Regions from separate parts of the Sus scrofa genome. Here region 1 is linked to region 2. A link is a contact called in public promoter capture Hi-C data. All regions are on one chromosome and are shown on one strand. Each heading gives the region's core, a stretch centred on a gene start, on an enhancer-like site or on the middle of the called end of the contact. The rest is flanking DNA. Distances are from core to core; before and after follow the strand shown. Region 1 holds the start of CCDC166 (coiled-coil domain-containing protein 166). Region 2 holds the start of ZNF251 (zinc finger protein 251).

Region 1 (3,087 bases), core at 416-2,915, 730 kb after region 2:
ATTCCACAATAGCCATCATCCAAGAAACGTTACTAGACTCACCCAATTAGAAATATGGACACGTGGCGTTCCCGTGGTGACTCAGCGGAAACGAACCTGACTGGCATCCATGAGGACACAGGTTCCATCCCTGGCCTCGCTCAGTGGGTTAAGGATCTGGCATTGCCGTGAGCTGTGGTGTAGGTCACAGACGAGGCTCAGATCTGGCATTGCTGTGGCCGTGGCGCGGGCCAGCAGCTACAGCTCCAATTCGACCCCTAGCCTGGGAACCTCCACATGCCACGGGAGCGGCCCCCTGCCCCCCCAAAAGATGGAAATTCCACATGGTCTTGAAGTTTGTCATTTTATTATTTATAAATTACATTTTTTACAAAGAGGCACATGCCCCAAATGTGTCCCCAAATTTAAAAGGCTCTGCCACACCTCTGGTGCAGGTGCCACTAGCTGGAGCAAGTCCAGCCAGAGGAGCGACTTACCAGGCTCCAAGAGCAACTTCCTGGAGTTCCTACTGCAGCGCAGTGGGATCAGCGATGTCCCTGCAGTGCCAGGACGTGGGTTTGATCCCCGCACGTCACAGTGGGTTAAAGGATGGGACGGTGTCACAGCGGCAGCAAAGGTCGAAGCTGCAGCTCGGATCTGATCCCCGCCCTGGAACTCCATATGCTGTGGGGCAGCCAAAGGGGGAAAAAAAAAGCCACCTCCTAAGACAGTTTTCAACATAAGCCTTCCTACAAATGTGGTTTCCTAAACCGTGCCCCCCACAAAGTTACAAGTCAGCAATCCTTGAACTTGTTTTTCTTGCAGCAAATGTGGGCAGACCTGGACAGAACCTTGACTGTATGACGGCAAGACCGAAACGTGTAGATTAAAGTTACTTGTCTAAGGCATCTGACAGGATGGGAGGCTCGACGCTCTGCTCACTCTCTGGGCAAGGAGGGGTTTACGATGTTGTTTCCGCAATGCTAATGGCAGAAGGAGCCCAGCCAAATCGCTGGACGTGCCCTTCCTCTCCAGCCACGCTGGCCAGCTGGGAAAGAAGGCCCAGGTCCAGCGGCGGGTGGGATATCGGGGACTGATGCTGCACGTGTGGGCTTAGGAGCCCAGAGAGGAAACCCCAGAGAGAGACAGACACACTGCACTGATGGATGGCATTTTGGCGTGCTCGACCCTCGCAGAGGCCCTAACTCCCACGAAGGCTCCAGGACAGGCAGGAATCATGAAGCGCCTCGAGGAAAACCAGGGTCCCCGGAGCGATAAGAAGCTGCGGGGAAGCGCTCTGTCCTGAAGAGATATAGGGACATTTCACGTGTGTGTGGTGGGGGAGGCCAGGAACCTGGCGAGGACTCTCGCCATATGGGGACAAGTGGGGGAAGAGCCCATTGGTGTACAGTCCGCAAAGGGCCCGAGTCTGGCACGTGGAGTGGGCGCACCTCTGACGGCTGCCGTCTGTTAGAAGCAAGCCCAGGAGTTCCCGTCGTGGCGCAGTGGTTAACGAATCCGACTAGGAACCACGAGGTGCGAGTTCAGTCCCTGCCCTTGCTCAGTGGGTTAACGATCCGGCGTTGCCCTGAGCTGTGGTGTAGGTCGCAGACGCGGGTCGGATCCAGTGTTGCTGTGGCTCTGGCGTAGGCTGGTGGCTACAGCTCCGATTGGACCCCTAGCCTGGGAACCTCCATATGCCGAGGGAGCGGCCCAAGAAATAGCAAAAAGACAAAAAAAACAAAGCAAGCTCAGCATCGCCCTCCAGGGAAAGCCGAAGTCCTGCGCGCCTGGGGTTTGCAGCGAGCACACAGGCCGTCATGCACGGACTCCTCCGAGTGAGGGAGTCGGGGGTAATGGAGAAAGGCGAGTCGGGCCATTGCCCTGGCAACGGGGCGCGGGGGGGTGGTGGTGGTGGGGAGTGGGGAAGAGCGACTACGTTCTGTTTCCATGCAGACCGCAACTCCACTAAAGGTGGGCGAGCCCCGACGGCCGGCCAAGATCCGGAAAGAGACCACTAGCAAAGGTTGGCGACGATGCCCTGACCCCTGATGGACCGCAACCCCCTGATTCCGGCCTCCAACCTCGTGACCCTGAGACGCTTCCAGCCCCGCCAGAACATTCGGGCCGGAGGAGGGGAAGGGCGGAGCTGGAGTGGCGGGCTGGGGGACCCCAGCCATGGCGCCCAAGAAGAAGCGCGGGACAAGCGCGGGGCGCCGGTCGGGCGCGGGGGGAGAGGGCGCCGAGCCGCCGCTGTCGGAACGCGCTCAGTACCTGCAGCGCGAGTACAAGCTGCTCTCGGAGCAGCTGGACGCCTGCGAGCAGCGAGTGGACCAAGTGCTGCGGGACAACGCCTTCCTCGACCGCGAGGCGCTGCGCCTGCGCGAGGAGAACCGGCTCTACGCCAGTTACGTGAGCGCGCGCGCCCAGCGCTGCGCCAACGCCGTCGTCCGGCTGGAGGAGCAGAACCGCGTGGACTTGACGCTGATCCACTGGCAGCGGGCGGAGCTGGCATCGCTCTACCGCGGGCGTGAGGACGGGGTGCGCGCGCAGCTGCTGGAGATGGAGGCGCGCGCGGCGCAGATGGCGCAGCAGGTGCAGGCGTTGCAGCCCTACAAGGCCAGTGCGCACCCTCCCGCGGGCGGGCGGGGCGGGAGCTGGGCGAGGTGGGTGCGCGTCGTAGACCCGCGCTGACCCGCGCGCCCGCCGCAGGAGCTGCAGCTGGAGCAGTTGGCCCGGATCCGGACGCTGGAGCGCGAGCTGCTGCACATGCGCGTGGAGCACACGCAGCTGCTCCACCGCGTGAAGCGGCGCTTCCTGGAGGACAAGGCAGCCTTCGAGCGCGAGGCGCGCCAGCGCGTGCAGTCCCTGGCGCGGCGTGCGGAGCGTGAGGCGGCGCGCGCGCTCTTCGCGCACACTCAGGCCATCAGAGCGGACAACGGGCGCCTGCGGCAGGAGCTGCTGCGGCTGCTCCGCCGGGCCCAGCTGCTGCACGACATGCGGCGCCAGTTGCTGGAGCAGCGGGAGCAGCTGCGGCGCGAGCACGAGGACACGCGGGACTTGGCGCGCGTGCATGGCTGGCTCTCCCGCGGCCCCGAGGGGCCGCCG
Region 2 (2,804 bases), core at 297-2,796:
ATTACTGGCCTTGCTCAATGGGTTAAGGATCCAGCGTTGCCGTGAGCTGTGGTGTAGGTTGCAGACGCGGCTCGGATCCCGCGTTGCTGTGGCTCTGGCGTAGGCCGGTGGCTACAGCTCCGATTCGACCCCTAGCCTGGGAACCTCCATATGCCGCGGGAGCGGCCCTAGAAATAGCAAAAAGACACACACAAAAAAAGACGAAAATTAATTATAATAACATGATAACTTAAAAAAATAATAAAACGCACGCACTGGTTTTAGCAAAAGGGAGGTCATTAGTGCAGGGAACAGCTCTGTACATTTCCACACTGGCCATGTGGCCAAGGCTGAGTTGCAGCCTGAGCTGAGTCTTGGCAGAATGCCGGAGGCTCCCTGGAAACAAAGGAAGACAATCAATCTTGTAGAATCAACTGTGATGCCGTCTTTACTGGACTTTCCATTTTGTTTCCCTTGGGGTACAGCTGCAGAGCAAAGCTGCCTGGAGGTAGTTTGGTTTGGAGTTGATGCCAAGCAACAGAGGAATCTGCTGTCTGTGCTTCCTGTCATCTTGTGGGTCTGAGGAGCCTAAGAAATAAATGATCTGTCATTTGTGCTCCTTGCTGAGGGAATCTACAGAAATGTGGTCGTGATCCTGTCACCTGCTGTGCTGTTATGCATGGACTGTTTGCCCGGCAATTGGCAACCCTATAAGCTGGAGGTGTATCAATTCAGAAAGCCTCAGAAAATAAGGCAATCAAATATGTACTTTGCAGTCTTAAAACTAGAGTGATGTGCTTCCTTTCAGCCTTTTATCCTTTTATCCAAGTGCTCACCCAGTATTTACAGAATGCTTCCTACGCTCCTGCCGCTGCTGTAAGGCTGGTGGTTTCCTAGTGGACAAAACACAGCACTAGTACTACCTGATCTCATGGGGCTGCATACTCGGCTGCATTGATTTCAAGACTGCTCATCAGACCCCGCCAGCAGCAACACACTCTCCAGCCTGGCAGCGTTTTAATCCCGTGTGACGTCTCTGCACGGTGTTTAAAGTTTTGGATATCCTCCTGCTACCTGACTGCCTCGAGCTCAGACCTGAACCGGTGGCCTGATTCCAGCAGCGCGTCTGGAAGACAAGAGGGTCCTCGGTGTCACCTAACGTCCCTACCCTTACCCCGTCCCTTCCTCCTCCGAGTGACAGGTGTGATTTAAACACCTTCACTCTGCGTCCTTATTTGCGAGCTTGTGCTCGTTACCGACAGGAACGCAGCTGAGTGAGCCCCGCCGCCGGACTGGAGCGATCCGGCGACACGTGCGGCCCTGGAGACGGAGAGGAGGGCAGAGCGGGTCCGACTCGAACCTCCGCCCAGCCCGGAGCCAAGAGCAAGGCATAGCGGGACGGGTCCGCTGAACCCCGGCCGCCCGGAAGGGCGGGGCCGGGACCACGCGGCCGCTTCCGGCCGGATCGTCCCCGTGGGCCGTCCTGGGGCACCGGCTGCGGCGCCCTCCGCGGCCACCCGGCGGGGCGGGGCGTCCTGCGCGTGCGCAGCGCGGCCCGGGCGGCCCTGCCCCGCCGCGGGCTGACCGGTGCGCGCAGGTGTGCAAGCCGGTCGCGTGCGCTCGCCTGGGGCGCGAGCCTTAGAGGGGCGCCTGCCGGCGGGGCGCGCTCTAGTGCGGTGGGCGGGCCCCGGGGACCGAGGTGCGTCCGGGCGGAGCTTCGGGAGGTTTCAGCCAGGGTCGCGTTGGCCAGGGGCCGCCGCGCGGAGCTTTCAGGGGAGGCCTGCCCCGCGGAGCGTCGGCACCCAATGGCCTGGGGGCGCCGGAGAAGCGGCGGGCTGTGCCTGTAGCCCCGGGCGGCCGGAGCTCGCGAACCCGAGGAGTCACCGGGCCCGCAGGGCTGGGAAGAGGTCGGAGGGGAGTCTGTTGGCAGAATGAGGAAGCGACCGCAGCCTGGCCTAAGGAGCAGCCAGGATTGGGAGGCCGATTTGGAAGCTGGGGACCAAGCGGTGAGAAGGACGCAGGCTTCCAGCTGCACCCTCAGTAGCTCAGCCCACCCGGCCGCCCAGTCCTCTCATCCTGTTGGTGGGGTGCGGTTCTTTGCTTCAGGTTGTCCTGGGACGCTGGGTCACTGGAGCTGCCAGCTTGCACCCTCACCTCCCGGCCCCACTGGGCCCACGAGGGCCATTTGGGCCCTTGCTCCCCCATTCTAGGGAGTTTCAGTGGGATTCTGGCCAGTCCGACTCGCGTTGGCTTGTGATTGCCTCTGACCCGCAACGTTTATGAGCGACTTTACGCGTGGCCCCAGGAGGCCACTCCAGGAACCCAATTCTGCCGTCCTTCACCAGGCCCTTGGAAGCTAATGGAGTGACTGAATGGTATTGAATGGGTCTGGGTGTGGGCCTCTGCCCCTTGACGGTGAGCTGGGGGAGGCCGGGCCAGGGCTGCCCCCTCAGGTCCCGAGTCTTCCCTAAGATCCCACTCCCCCAGGATGGCTGCCACACTTGGCTTCTGGCGCCCCAGGTGAGTTCACCTTCCTCCCTGTCCTCCCCCCTCTGGAGCGGTGAGCCCAGCACGCCGAGAAGCCAGGAGCCCTAGCACCCCAAGGACAGGGCTCTGGGATCCAACCCCCAACCCCCCCCCCCCCCCCCCCCGCCAGAGGGCTGCTGGGGGACTAGCTGGGTCTCAGGACGGAAGAGGGCAGCTGGCCCTCTGGCTGACCACCACAGGTCCACCCAGTGGGCACAGCCCCGCGGGCAGCACCCACCTGTCGTTGCAGGAGGTGGTGCCGCTGACCTTCCAGGACGTGGCTGTGTACTTCTCTTGGG

What was found. Promoter capture Hi-C pulls out the DNA fragments that hold promoters and counts their contacts.
Region 1: a contact with region 2 is called in a promoter capture Hi-C map of liver, with 4 times the contacts expected there. The contact joins the promoter of CCDC166 here to the promoter of ZNF251 in region 2. A contact is called at or near these places in 1 of 5 promoter capture datasets (liver) and 1 of 2 datasets of contacts at active chromatin or transcription factors (alveolar macrophages).

What each region holds. Positions count from the first base shown.
Region 1 is chr4:918,767-921,853 of Sscrofa11.1, forward strand. It overlaps CCDC166 (coiled-coil domain-containing protein 166), which reads left to right and starts at 1,666. Exons shown (of 2, transcript XM_013993490.2): 1 at 1,666-2,598; 2 at 2,692-3,087. The coding sequence starts at 2,158.
Region 2 is chr4:185,143-187,946 of Sscrofa11.1, forward strand. ZNF251 (zinc finger protein 251) reads left to right here and starts at 1,547. Exons shown (of 6, transcript XM_021090452.1): 1 at 1,547-2,354; 2 at 2,467-2,499; 3 at 2,756-2,804. The coding sequence starts at 2,352. It overlaps LOC102158405 (a long non-coding RNA gene), which reads right to left and starts at 1,426. Exons shown (of 3, transcript XR_002343681.1): 1 at 256-1,426.